Regions from separate parts of the Mus musculus genome. Here region 2 is linked to region 1. Evidence: chromatin contacts called from public promoter capture Hi-C data. All regions are on one chromosome and are shown on one strand. The core of a region is the stretch at or near the end of the contact, and the rest is flanking DNA. Distances in the headings are between cores, read along the strand shown.

Region 1 (7,002 bases), core at 4,498-6,997:
CACTTAAAAGAAATTCTTAGCCAACAGGGAATTACAAACTAAACTACTCATGGCCAAGATCAATAAAACCAAGGACAGAGCAGGCGCTGGTGAGGACACAGTGAAAGAGGACACTTATTCATTGCTGGGGGGGGGGGTGTAAACTGGTTCAACTATTACAGGGAAATCAGTGTGGAGTTCCCTCACAAAACTGAAACTTGATTTGCCTCAAGATCCAGCTAGAGTACTCTTGGGCACTGCAGTAGTTTGAATAAGAACGGCCTCCATAGGCTCATTCATCTATTTAGATGAACAGTCCACTAGGAGAGAAACTGAAAAGATTAGAAAGATTAGGAAGTGTGGTCTTGTTGAAGTAGGTGTGGCTTTGTTGGAGGAAGTGTCATGTAGGGTTGGCTTTGAAGTTTTTTTTTTTTTGTTTTTTTTTAAAGATTTATTTATTTATTTATTTATTATATGTAAGTACACTGTAGCTGTCTTCAGACACTCCAGAAGAGGGCGTCAGATCTCGTTACGGATGGTTGTGAGCCACCATGTGGTTGCTGGGATTTGAACTTCGGACCTTCGGAAGAGCAGTCGGGTGCTCTTACCCACTGAGCCATCTCACCAGCCCGGCTTTGAAGTTTTAAAAGCCCTAGTCTAGGCTCACACTCTCCCTCCCTCTCCCTCCTCCCCCTCCCCTCTCTCTGTCTCTCTGTCTCTCTGTCTCTCTGTCTCTCTGTCTCTCTGTCTCTCTGTCTCTCTGCCTCTCTGCCTCTGCCTCTGCCTGTTGCTGCTCTAACACCTATCTTCCGGGCCACCATGATGACAATGGACTAAGCCTCTCAAACAGTAACCCAGCCCATTAAATACTTCCTTTTTAAAGAGTTGCCTTGGTCACAGAGTCTTTTCATAGCAACAGAACCCCGACTAAGTCAGGGATATACCCAAAGGACCATCCTCCTCCAGAGATACTTTCTTACTGTCATCATAACAGCCAGAAACTGGCAACAGCCTAGATGTCCATCAAAAGATGAATGCATAACAAAAATGTGGTGCATCTACACAATGGAACATTATTCAGCTGTTAACAATGAGATTATTAAGTTTGCAAGCAAACTGATGGAATTAGAAACAATCAATCCTGAGTGAGGTGAGACCCCCCCTAAGACAAATATGTACTTTTTCTCTCATATGTGGATGTTAGCTTTTAAGCTTTTAGTTGTACTACAATCCAAATAGCTACAGAGGTTAGGTACCTAGTAAAGGCACTTGGGGGTGGAGGTCTTACCAAGAAAAGGAAACTAGAATATAAGGGGGAAAGTAGAAACATAGGGAGGGGTGGGGGAAGGGTAAGGAGAGAATACGGCAAGGGACAGCTAACACCCAAGGCCTTTTGGAAACCTACGACTAAAAGAGTTTGGCCTCCATGTTATAAGTCTAAGCCTGTCCATTTTACTACAAATTTCAAACTTCATTCCTCCTAAGAACTGAGCAGTACTCATACACACACCAAAACTTCATTTTCAAACGGTTGATCCCATCTGTTTGCTACGGTAACTATGGCAACAATCATTGAGGTCCAAATATCTCTATGGTAGGAAATGGAGATCTCTGGGTTCCTGCCCTGGAGGGAAACCGCTGGGGCACATAGTAGTTCTAACTTTAATTTTTGAGGAAATCCCCAAACTGAAGTCCACTGTGGCTGTATGAAGTTGTACCTCCTGCAACCATAAATAAAGTTCCTTTCTCTTCCTATCCTCTCTAACATCCATGGCAGATTTCTTGATGACAGCCATTCAGAATGGGGTAAGGTAGCATCTTGAAGTAGTGTTAATTTTGCATTTCCCTGGTGTCTAGGGATAGCACACATCTTCAAAACAGTTAGCCATTTGTGCTTTGGCTTTTTGAAAACTGCCTATTTCAATACAAAGGTCCATTTGTTGATTAGTGGTTTTATTCCCTTGGTATTTAATTTCTGCAATTCTTTGTAAATTCTAGGTATTAGTCCCTTGTCTGAAGTGATGCCTTTTGAGATGAGTTAACATCACTCTCTCTCTAAAACAAAAAGGAAAGAATGTTACCAAACTTCTCTTATTAAGCTAGTATTATTACCCTGATATCTAAGCCAGATAAAAGAATAATAAAAAGAAAAGTATAGAGCAATCTTTCTGATGACCACATACACACCACACACACACACACACACACACACCCCACATAACATTACCACCAAGAAAAAAAATCAATAAAATGCTCACCAGCTTTGACTCAGGGACAGTTCAATATAAGCAAATCAGTAAATAATACATCTGATTAAGTGGACTCAAGAACAGAAATCACATGATCATCTTAACAGATGTGACAAGGCTTTTGACAAAAACCCTTGAAGACACTAAAAAATTGGAAGAGCACATCTCAGCATAACGAAGGTTTCACATCACAAACCTATAGCCAATACCATGCAGAAGGCAAAACTCAAAGCATTTCCACTAAAATAGAGACATGAACCGTGTCCACTTTCTTCAGTGCTATTCAGTATAGTCTTAGCTGGGGCAGTAAGACATGAGCAGCAAGTGGAACACAGTCAGGAAAAGAAGTCCACGTGTCTTTATTTGTAGATGTTATGACTGGACAGACGAGAGACCTTAAAGACTGACCAGAGAACTCTGAAGTCTGAAAATACCTTCCTTGAAGGCTGGGATACACAGAAATCAGTGGCAGATTCAGAGGGTACCTTGATACCAGGCTCTGACTCTGGCCTCTGCAGGGCCAACATGTTATACTCCGGTGTTCCCACTGGTCATCTGAGACCAGAGATTCTGACCACAGCCCTTGGCAGTCCAAGTCCTGGCTCCAGCAGAATCGCACAATTCAAAATGTGACCAGGTTTTTTCTCCATCTGGTTACCTTTGTACTCTGTGCTGCTCGCTCTTGGTGCTTTTGGCATCTAGCCTAGCCATGATGGAATCTTATGACGGCTGTTCTTAGTTGTCAACTTGATTACATCTAGAATTAACTAAAACCCAAGCTGCTAGGTATGAGGGTTTTCTTAAATCATTTGAAGTGGGGAGACCAACTTTTTAAAAATAATTTTTAAAATTATTATTTTATGTATATGAGTACACTGTAGCTGTCTTCAGACACACCAGAAGAAGGCATTGGATCCCATTACAGATGGTTGTGAGCCACCATGTGGTTGCTGGGAATTGAACTCAGGACCTCGGGAAGAACAGTCAGTGCTCTTAACCACTGGGCCAACCTTCCAACCAGGGAGATCAACTTTTAATCTGGATCTTCTGAGGTGCTAAGATATACCTTTAATCCAGATCTTTTTAGCCTATAAGCTATTCTAATAAATAAACAGATATATAGATCGGTAGGTTGGTAGATTGCCGTATATTCATATTCTCTCTCTCTCTCTCTCTCTCTCTCTCTCTCTGTTTGTGTGTGTGTGTGTGTGTGTGTGTGTGTGTGTGTGTGTTAGTCCTCTAGAGAACCCTGACTTATATATATTTTGAGACCGGACACACTTCTAGAGAAATGTATAAGTTTGTTTCAAGTCTCCAGCACTCTGTCATAACTTAGTTTGAAGAGATCTTGATCATGTCTCTTCCACAGAATATCACATTGGTCCACTATATTGATGACATTATGCTGATTGGATCGAGTTAGCAGGAGACAGCAACCACTCTAGGCTTGTTGGCAACTCATATGTTACCATGTAACTTGTAATCCAGAAGATATGAATGAAATAAATACAACCAAAACTCAAGCTACCTCCATAAAATTCTTGGTTAGTATGGAATACGCAAAGATACTCCTTTTAATGTGAAAGATAAGTTATTGCATTTGACCCCTCCCACCACCAGGAAAGAAGCACGATACGTATTTTAGTAGGCTGATTTAGACTGTGGAGATAGCACATTCTTTAGTGTGTTACTCCAGCCCATATACCAAGTGACTTGGAAAGCTGTTAGGTTTAAGTGGAGCCAGGAACAGGAGAAGGCTCTTCAACAAGTCCCAGCTGATAAGCAGGCTGCTCCAACACTTGGACTACATGACCCAGCAGACCCAATGATACCTGAGGTGTCAGTAGCAGAGAGGAACGCTGTTCGGAGCCTCTGGCAGGCCCCTGTAGGTGAATCACAGAAAAGACCTTTGGGATTTTGCAGCAAGGCTCTACCATCATCTGCAGACAATTATTCTCCCTTTAACAGACAGCTCTTGGCCTGCTCTTGGGCCTCAGTGGAAACTAAATGTTTGATAACAGGCCACCAAGTTATCATGTGACCTGGGCTGCCCTTCACGAGCTAAGTGTTCTCTGATCCACCAAATCAAGTACTATGTACACAGTAGCTATCCATTATCAAATGAAAGTGGGATATACATAATTAGGCCAGAGCAGGTCCTGAAGGCAGAATCAAGTTACATGAAGAAGTTGCTCAAATGCCTATGGTTTCTACTCCTGTTACAATGCCATCTGCTGCTAAGCCTGTGCCTATAGCCTCTTGGTGTACACATTATGATTGGAAGAGAAGACTGGGGCTCGCTTCACCAATGGTTCCGCATGTTCTACAGACACCACCCAGAAGTGGAGAGTTGCAGCACTGCAACCTGTTTCAGGGGCAACCCTGAAAAAAACACAGTGGGCAGAATTTCAGGCAGTACACACAGACATGCATTTCATTCTCAAGGGGAGATAATACAGTTGTTCACTGGTTCATGGGCTGAAGCCAATGGACTGGCTGGATGATCAGGGACGAGAAATAAGTATGATTGGTGAGAAGGACTTCTGGGGAAGGAGTGTTGGCAGGTTTCTGCAAATGGGCAAAGGATGTGAAGATACCTGTGTCCCATGAAAATGCTCATCAAAGTGACCAGCAGAGGAGAGTCCAATAACTAAGTAGACAGGATGAACTGTTCTGTGGACAGGTCTGTCTCTTTTGCCAGCCATTCCTGTCATTGCCCAATGGGCCATGATGGCAGAGGGGATTAGACATGGGCTGGACAACATGGACTGCCACTCGGCTACAGTTGTTGGTGAGTGCCAGATCTGCCAACAGCAGAGAATGACACTGAGCCCCATATATGGCATCATTCCTGGGGATGACCTGCCAGTGACCTGGTGGCAGGCTGACTTTGGCCTTACTCAAGTAGACAGTTACTCTGCTTGTGGTTTTGCCTTTCCTGAACATGTTTCTGCAAGACTACTGTCCAAGGACTTAAAAAATGCCGTATCCATTGTGATGGTTTTCCACACAGCATTGCTTCTGGCCAAGTAGCTCACTTCACAGCCTGAGAAGTGCGACAGTGGGCCCACGATCATGGAATCCATTGCACATGGAATTAACAAATGCTTCTATCCAGAAGCAAGTGGCCTAACAGGGCCAAGAGGTGGAAAATGCAATGGTTCCACTCATGATCACCCCTAGTGATCCATTAGGAAAAGTTTTGCTTCCTGTTTCCATGACCTTAAATTTTGTTGATCTAGACATTTTGGTTCCAGAGAGGGAAATGCTCCTGTATGGAGTCACAACACACATCACATTGAGCTGGAAGCTCAGACTCACCCCCCCAGGCCGCTTTGGGCTTCTGATGCCCTTAAGCTAATAAGTTAAGAAAGGAATAACTGTGTTAGGAGGAGTGACTGGTCCAAATTGCCAGGGGAAATTAGATTACAATGGAGGTTAAGAAAGACTACATCTGGAATGCAGGAGATCTTTTAGTGCAGTCTCTTGGTGTTACCAAGTCCTGTATTAGTCAACAGGAAACTGCCACATCCTAACCCAGTCAGGATGACAAAGGGCAACAGATCCTTCAGGAATGAAGGTATGAGTCACTCCTCCGGGAAAAAAACCCAAGACCTGCTTAATTAAGTGCTTGCTGAGGGTGGATCAAATACAGAATGGGTAATAGAGGAAGATAGTTATAAATACCAGCTAAGGCCACATGACCAGTTACTGAAACAAGGCTTACAGTTGACATGAGTATTTCTGTCATATTTTGGCAAGAATGCACTAGCATGGATATTTGTGTTTTCTTTCCTTGATTTCCTTTTCATGTAGTGACATCAATTAAGAGAGTATCAGTGGTTATCATATTTAAGTCTGAGACACTAAAAGAATGTCCCTTTAGGGATATTGCCATCTATTCTAAAATTTATAATGCATTCGTGGTTGTATGAGTGTTATATTATGTAAGGCATAATTATGACTTGCTTAAATATATAATGTTTGTGATTATAGATGGGATAGCTATAATATGTAAGGTGTAATTATGGCCCAGTTATGATTTCCATTGGGAAATTAGAAATGATCTAAGGAGATATGATTGTGTGACAAGGTGACAGGGATGGACTTGTGATGGATATTTTTGGTTGACAACTTACTATATCTGGAGGTAACTAAAACCTAAGCAAGCAGATATGCCTATGAAAGATATCTCTCTCTCTCTCTCTCTCTCTCTCTCTCTCTCTCTCCCCCTTTCCTTTCCTTTCCTTTTTTCTGGGGGATGGTGGTGGGAGGTTGAGACAGGGTTTTCTCTGTGCCTGGCTGTCCTGGAACTCTGTAAACCAGGCTGGTCTCGAACTCAGATACCCACTTGTCTCTACCTCCTGAGTGCTGGGATTAAAGGTGTGTGCCACTACTGCTCAGCAGATTTCTTAATTAAATCATTTGAAATAGGAAGACCCACCTTTAGTCCAGATCTTTTGAGGTGGGAAGAGCCAGCTTTAAACTGGGCCACACTTTCTGCGGGTAGCCTATAGAAAGGGTGTGCAAGAAGCAGCTTGTTCTTTGCCTACCTGCTGGTACTCACTGCCAAGTCTATTCCTTCCCTGGATTCTGACATACAATACTGGATTCTTATACCTTCGGTTGGTAGACAGCCACGGATGGACTAGCTGGACCATCTAATCCACAGCCTTTAATCCATTCTAATAAATCCACCACGTATATGTAAATGTATATGAACACGTATCTATTCATTCTTTAAGTTCTGTTCCTGCCTAATACAGATCGCCTC
Region 2 (7,378 bases), core at 2,245-4,744, 210 kb before region 1:
AGCCTAGCTAGCTAGGGGTGGGACTTCCTGCTAGCTAGCTAGCTAGGGGTGGGACTTCCTGCCTGCCTTCCTCTCCAAGCTTGGGTTTTCCGTGGCTCTCGGCCCGTGTACACTGTCACAACTGCTGTGACTTCATACGGGGCAGCTTCCTTGTTTTCCCCTGGGAAACACTGCTTTGTTGTAGTCCCTCAGAACCTCCAGCTCTTAGGATCTTTCCAGAATGATCCCTGAGCTTAGCAAGAAGGGGGTATGATACAGATGTATCTTTTAGGGTCGAGCATCTTACCTCCTCCCACCCTCTGTGCTTTGACCAGTTGTGGGCCTCCGTGTTAACTGCCAATCACTGGGAAGCAACATCTCTGAGTAGGGTTGAGCAACACCGGTGGCGGCTGGTGCATCTGTACCTTTGGACTCCCCAGCCTGGGTCCCATCCATGTAATCCTTCTGGGCCCAGTTTCTCTCTCTCTCTCTCTCTCTCTCTCTCACACACACACACACACACACACACACACACACACACACTCACACACACACACACACTCACACACACACACTCACACACACACACACACTCACACACACACACACTCACACACATACACTCACACACACTCATACACACACACATACATACACACACACACTCACACACACACACATACACACACACATACACTCACACACACACACACATAAACTCACACACACTCAGACACACACACTCACACACACACACACTCACACACACACACACCTGTTTTCCCTGAAATGTTGATGTTGTGGAGCAGGATCTGAAAAGGCCGGATGGCTCATTGTCTCTGTATGACAGTGTTGCTGGTTGAATGGTAATAAGCGATTGGGTTTTCTGGAATGAAGTTCTAAGAGGAGTTCTGTGAGGGGTTTTGTTTGTTTGTTTTTGCATTTTCCCTGGATCATAGGAAGCCAACCACAAGGAGTTGGGTGACCCCACTTGTTCTGTTGTGTTGTTGATGTTGTTGTTTTTTTATAAACTGGCTTTCTGGCACCCTTGTGTGCAGTCACCTTCTTTGGGCTTTATAATACACAGACATACACAAGATTTGTGTTCTTGTGTAAAAGGCAAAGAATAACAAACTCTAAGGACCTCTAAAAATCTGCTATGTTCTATATAGACAAAATCTACTTTCCCTTTTATTGAGAATAAGGATAGTTTTTAAATTGTATTCTATTTTAAGGAGTCTACTTATTAGCAAGTTGGAGATAGATACTCCTAGTTTGGTTTCTGTTGCTGTCCTAGACACTATGACCAAACCCAGCTTGGGGAGGGAAGGGTTATCTGGCTTATATGTCCCTCCTGAAGGGAAGCCAATGCAGGAACCATGTTCCTCCTGAAGGGAAGCCAAGGCAGGAACCTGGAGGCAGGAACTGAAGCAGAGATGGTAACAGAGAAGCGCTGCTTACTGCCTTGCTTTCTATAGTTTGCTGGTGTTTCTTATAAATCCCAGGATCAGCTGCCCAGGGGCGAGCCGCTGGGGGCCTCCCTTCTCAATTGTTAATCAGGAGAATGCCCCACAAGCTTCCCTGTAGACAATTAGATGCGGACAATTCTTCTGTTAAGATTCCCAGATAAGACTCTAGCTTATATCAGATTGACCAAGAATACAAACTTACCCAGCACACAGAGAGAATTCAGGCCCAGGCTGGCTTTCCAAACTCCTATTCTTGATCTGGGGATCCTGGGCAAAATGCAGTCATCTTCTGATGTGTGAATTTTTCTGCCGATGAACACATTCCCGGTGTTCATAGTTCATGAACGAAAATAATAGACAACTGAGTGAGGAAAGGTTTGTCTCTATCTCAGACATCCCTAAGCCCTAGAAGCTAGGAGTCCCCTGCAATAGGGCTAAGCTAAGCTGACACAGGCAGTTCTAGTCTCTGTTAGCTAAGTCTAAGTTTGGAGGTTGAAGGCTGTTCTCATATCTTCACTCTTCCTGTCAGTCTTCATGATATAGGTTATCTTGGCTTCTGGGTTGAGCCAGCTAACAACTGCGTCTTATGCTCTGACATTGGGCAAGAGATTACAGTTACTCAATGCACATCAGACCGAGTTCCCTAAATCACAGTGGGTCTGAGGATTTGTTGTGTTGTTTGTAGAGAGCATCCGCCTTTCCCACGGGCATCCATACCTTACTCTCCTGAATCTTTGACATTACACGGCAAGGAAGAATCCAGGTTGCCGGTCCAGCTGGCCTTAGATTGGTAGATCGTCCTAGCTTTAGATGGGCAGGCACAGTGTCACACTGGGTCCTGAAAGGTTGGAAAGGAGGCAAGGAGAATCAGTGTGGAGCTAAGACTAGGGGAGAAAGATCCAACCTGACGTTGGTGGGTTTGAGGATGAGGTGCCTAAGCCATGGGAGATGCCGGGGCTTGGACTGCGAGAGGTCATGGGTGATGTCCCAAAGCTGGTAGAAGTGAGCACAGCTCTGCTGACAACGTGACTATTGACAAGGGAAAACTCACCGCAGACCTGTGATATGCAGACTTGTGAACTAAAAGATGTATTCATGTTGTTTTAAGCAACTGGGCCTGTGGCTAATTCATTACAATTGAACAAGAAAACAACTCACTGCTCTGTGTGTTAAAGTTAGATGTGTGCAGACTCTTTAGTCTCCGAGCATGGACTCTTTCATCCTCGGGTAGCATAGCAGAACTGTAACATCTTCATGTAACCACAGAACCACCAGCATACTAGCTATAGGAGTGTCTGGACCAGAGATCTTCTGCAGCGAGCTTGCCCCTGCCCGGACCCGCTTCCACGCCTCTGCAGAACCCTGTTTTCCACAAGTCTAGGCTCTGACTAAAGGCCAGTGTAGAGTTCTTGAGTCTTGGTAATCTATTTTTAATGGTAATAATAACCTTTACTCAAGTGAATAAAACTCACCTTCCAACCATTTGAGAAATAATTTAATATAGATTTTTCTTAGGTGGCCGTGTTTCTCTTAAATATATTATTAATGTGTTCTTTGACAATTTTGTACATGTACATAATATTTTTGGATCATGTTCATCCCATTACCCTCTCTTATCCCTCTTCACTAAAACCCTTCTTGTTCTCACATCCCCCTACCTTCGTATCTTGCAGGTATGTGTGACCCATTGGGCTTAATTAAGGTTGCCTATATGAGCCTGGGCGGGGTGTTAGGCTGATTGACTTGTAAGGCAGAGATCAAGGCTCTGGTCATTTCAGACAGGCACTTTCTCTCACTTAAAGACATGTCTTCCACTGTGCCGTCACAAAGGTCTCTACATGATAGCATCTCACCGTGGCTGCCTGCAACCCCATCAGCTTCTCCGCAGCCCCACCTCTCAATGCTGTTACAAAAGTAATTACGTTTCAACACTCTAACCTCAGCATTCAACATCAGTGGGGTTTGCTGTTGACGAATCCACCCTAGAACTGGGCAAGAAAATATTTGAGTCCCAGCACTGACAGGAAGTGAAACTGAGGACGGTTCCAGTCGGCTTGAGAGGAGGGAGACTCGTTGGAAGCTCAAGATCTCGAAGCACGGTGTTTTCCAGGCTGTGGCTTCTGAGAATGTCCGTCCATTAGAGGAATGTTTTTCTAGTATGGTCGCTCACTCTTGAAGACCAGAGATGGACTTCTCCCTGGGTTCTGCTGTGTTCAGCAGCCATAGTGGATATAGTGTGGAAAGGAAATCAGCTCTTCAGAGAGAGCCTCAGAATCCAGGCCAAAACCAGGATTCTTTTTTTTTTTTTTTCATTTTTATTAGGTATTTAGCTCATTTACATTTCCAATGCTATACCAAAAGTCCCCCATACCCACCCACCCCCACTCCCCTACCCACCCACTCCCCAAAACCAGGATTCTAACAGACAAAGAAAAGGAGAGAATGATGGTGGGGCAGACCCCAGTTAATGATACCTCCTCCCGTGGGCGGCCATGAGGAGGCTGTTGAGGTCACAAGAGTGGACCCGTAGCCGCAGTGTGAGTGAACTGTGGCTTTAAGCGAGAGCGTCTGTGTAAAATTTCACACATGTGACTTGTTTTACACGGAATGTCCAGAGCATGTAAATCCACACAGACAGAAAGTAGATGTGTGTTGTCTAGGGGTTGTAAAGACGCCAGGGACGATGGGAAGTGGGTGGGGTTTGTGGGTGGAGACCCTGCTCCAGCATCAGCTGTGATTTTGGTTGTATACTTAGAATAGACCAGAAAACTAGGCATGGACGTAAGTGCATCTTAGACAGCTTAAGCAGTAGTTCTCGATTAAAAACACATCCTGAGAACATTTTAGAGGTTTTGTTATATTTGTGCTCCGGCATTAGAATGGTGATGACCACCCTCATTTCTGAAGTTGTCAGTCTTAATCATCCATTTCAGGGTGGATTTCTTAATCATTGATCACATTAGATAACTCCTCCTGGTGTTTGGAGCGTTCTCTTACCAGCGTTTCCCAAGCAGCAGCAGGAGTTTTGGGTGACCGTGAGGCAGTGATCCTGTCGGATGCTGATGACAGCCGCCTGCTTGTCTTGCCAGGGTCCTGTGCGTGTTGGTTTAACTCATTACTGTACGAATCACACACTTTAAAGTTTTAGGATTCTTTTTATAGAATGTACAAGTGCGGAAATGGTCTATGGGGCCTCTAGGACTTCTTTCATGGGGCCAACAGTATTATCTGTGCTGATTAAAGTTGATTTTAAAGGTCTTTAGAGGTTTTAGTCTTTTGCCTTTTACCTATAGAAGCAGAAATCTTGTTTTGTATGGAAAATAACCCACCATCAGTTTTGAATATGTGAAGTGTTTTTTGTTTTTGTTTTTAAGTTTGTAGCAAGCAGAAATGAAAAAATAAATAGCCAACAGCTAAATAGCCAACAGTAGACAGGTAAACAGCAGAGCAGCTTCAAGATAGGCGCCTACACCATCCAGAGAGAGCGATCAGGAGTAGTCCAACTGGCAGCGAATACTGAAGCTTCCTCAGATAGGTGCTTACGCCATCCATCAGAAATCCCCTGGGGAAGCCCTTGCTGAGTTCCCAGATGAGAGCTCTCCAGACAGAATAGAGCATGCTCTCCATGGATGAACTTCTGCCTTCCTGTTCTTGCTACAGGTATTTTTTATACCGTGCAAAACACCGCAGTAAGCTCTGTTGGGAGGCTTTATCCCTAGCTGTTCTCAGTGGCGTCACCGTGAACAGGGACGCTGATACTACTGTCCAAAGTCGAGGCTGCCCTGGTGGTTCCAGGACACCTGACACCAGGGCTTCTCTCTGCTGCCACTGCCCAACCCACAGCTCAGAACCCTCCTCTCCTACGTGTTCCCATGGTCTCCTTTTTGTACCAGCAAAGAGATGCCTGTTAACCTCAGGAGCCAGTCATAAGTCACAAAATACTGACTCTTTCAGTAAAAAACCCACACAGTGTGGTTAAGGGTGTAATTTGGTTGGTAGAGTGCTTATCCAGTGTTCACAAAGCCCTAGGTTTGATCCCCAGCGCCATATAAAGTGGGCGTGGTGGTCCATGCACACCTGTAATCTTAGCATATGGTAAGATGCGTCAGGAGGATCAGAAATCCAGTGTCATCCTTGTAGCCATAGTGAATATCAGTCTAGGCTTGGATCCATTAGACCATTCTACAGTAAATAAGGATGTAAATAAATAATGAAAGCAGGCTTTGGAAGAGTATATGCCATACTCTCAGGACTGTGCTCTTGTGAATTGTCAGGCACTTGCTATGGGCTTTCTATCTGTATGATATAGCTACATCTCTGTCCTCATTACAGCCCTGAGCTGTGGCAGGTCAGTATTCCTGTTGCATAAGTGAAGACACAGTCTGTATGTAGTTTGCTCCAAGGATACACAGCTGGTGAAAGAGAGTTGGAACCTGAGCTGTTCTGTGTCTCATTGACTACACTATGTTTGTCTTCTCTCCAAAGAGAAAGGAAAAAACAAAAAACCTCTTACATGAAACAAGGGAGACACTCACTGGGCCAGTAGTTGAATCAATCACACGGAAGCGCCACTTTTATATGTGAAACAGGCCAATCACCAGCAGCGCTGGATGGCTTAACCTGGCATTATTACCACGGCAACAGTTAGCGTGTGCAGAGAGAAGTAGAAGCCCCGGACAGGGGTGTGCTACAGGGGGGCAGGGGTGTGGAGGAGGCAGCGACAGAGCAAGATGTGAAGAATTTGTGCCCCCTCGATGGATAGATGCAGCGGGAAGATGGGCAAACTGTGATGTGGGGGTGGTGAGGAGGGCAGACAGACAGACAGACAGGCAGGCCAGCCAGGTGTCCAGGTGTTCTGCAGGATGCCTGTATGGCACTGGGGTTCTGCGGTGGTCATAGGTCTGGTTGTCCATCGCTCTGACGTCCAGCGTGCCCTCTCTGTAGGCGACAGGTGAACAGATCGCCATCAAGCAATGCCGACAGGAGCTCAGCCCAAAGAACAGAGACCGCTGGTGCCTCGAAATCCAGATCATGAGAAGGTGAGGGGCCTGGGCCCACAGCGGGGGCGGGGGAGGGGTCATTTCCACAGCCCTGTGACCCGGGAATGAATAGCATAGAAAAGAGCCCCGCAGTGTCTTCTGTCAGCACAGTGCCCACATTATTTAGATAGGTCGCTGTCCTGGAGGCTTCTAGAGGAGTAACATTTAAGCACTACATTGAGCTATGTGGTCAGTTTGTTGCGTTAAACGTAAGACAGCCATCTTACCTAGGCGTGGTGTTGTGCTTCTATAGGACAAGGAAGAAGGCTTGGGAGGTTGAAGACAGGAGGAATAGTTGAGCCCAGGAATTTGAGACCAGCATAGACAACCTAACACACTGTATCAGACATTGCTTAATTAATAAGTTAATTAAAGCAGTTAGCAAGTTTTGATTTGTCAGCAGAAATCTTTGTTTTCCCTATGTTTCTAATTGCACAGTGGCATGCGACTCGCTGTTTGCCCTCTGGGGAGAGTCACACAGTGCGGACACAGGATCTTTCAGGCCTGCCTGGGTGGATGCTGTCCCCCCCAGCTAGTGGGACCTGTAGTGGCGAGCACTCCGAGAATTAGCTCGAAGAAATCAAGCAGAAGCCCCCCACAGCTCACGTCCTTCATTTTTAAAATCACTCTATTTTGTGTGTGTGGGTGGCTTGGCTGCATCTGTGTCTGTGCATCACATGCATGCTTGGTGCCTGGGCTGGCCAGGAGGGGCACTTGGGTCTGCTGGAACTGGAGTTTAGAGAACTCAGCCACATCGGGGCTTGGACTTAAACCCAGGTCCTCTGGAAGAGCCCTGTCGAATCATCTCTCCAGACCTCTGCTCACGTCTTAAAAGATGGGAAAGAGCAGTGTCTCCTTTGTTGAATGTCCACATGCATGCCTGTGCCAGCC

The links. Capture Hi-C pulls out chosen DNA fragments and counts their contacts.
Region 2: a promoter capture Hi-C map of adipose tissue shows a contact between it and region 1. The contact joins two enhancer-like sites. A contact is called at or near these places in 2 of 39 promoter capture datasets (erythroid cells and pre-B cells), 1 of 484 Hi-C or Micro-C datasets (liver), 1 of 115 datasets of contacts at active chromatin or transcription factors (bone marrow-derived macrophages) and 3 of 9 other capture datasets (adipose tissue, liver and pancreatic islet).

Annotation. Positions count from the first base shown.
Region 1 is chr8:22,490,281-22,497,282 of GRCm38.p6, reverse strand. All of the region lies in intron 1 of Slc20a2 (solute carrier family 20, member 2), which reads right to left. Among named protein-coding and RNA genes, the nearest start is that of Smim19, 17 kb to the right of the region's middle. Within about 2 kb of position 5,747, at least 87 of the 459 cell types and tissues checked have an H3K27ac peak or open chromatin away from gene starts, as enhancers often do. A contact at or near this core is called in adipose tissue and bone marrow-derived macrophages, where this site is marked.
Region 2 is chr8:22,694,272-22,701,649 of GRCm38.p6, reverse strand. Ikbkb (inhibitor of kappaB kinase beta) reads left to right here. Exons shown (of 22, transcript NM_001159774.1): 3 at 6,393-6,487. Among named protein-coding and RNA genes, the nearest start is that of Ikbkb, 8.6 kb to the left of the region's middle. Within about 2 kb of position 3,494, at least 38 of the 459 cell types and tissues checked have an H3K27ac peak or open chromatin away from gene starts, as enhancers often do. A contact at or near this core is called in adipose tissue and bone marrow-derived macrophages, where this site is marked.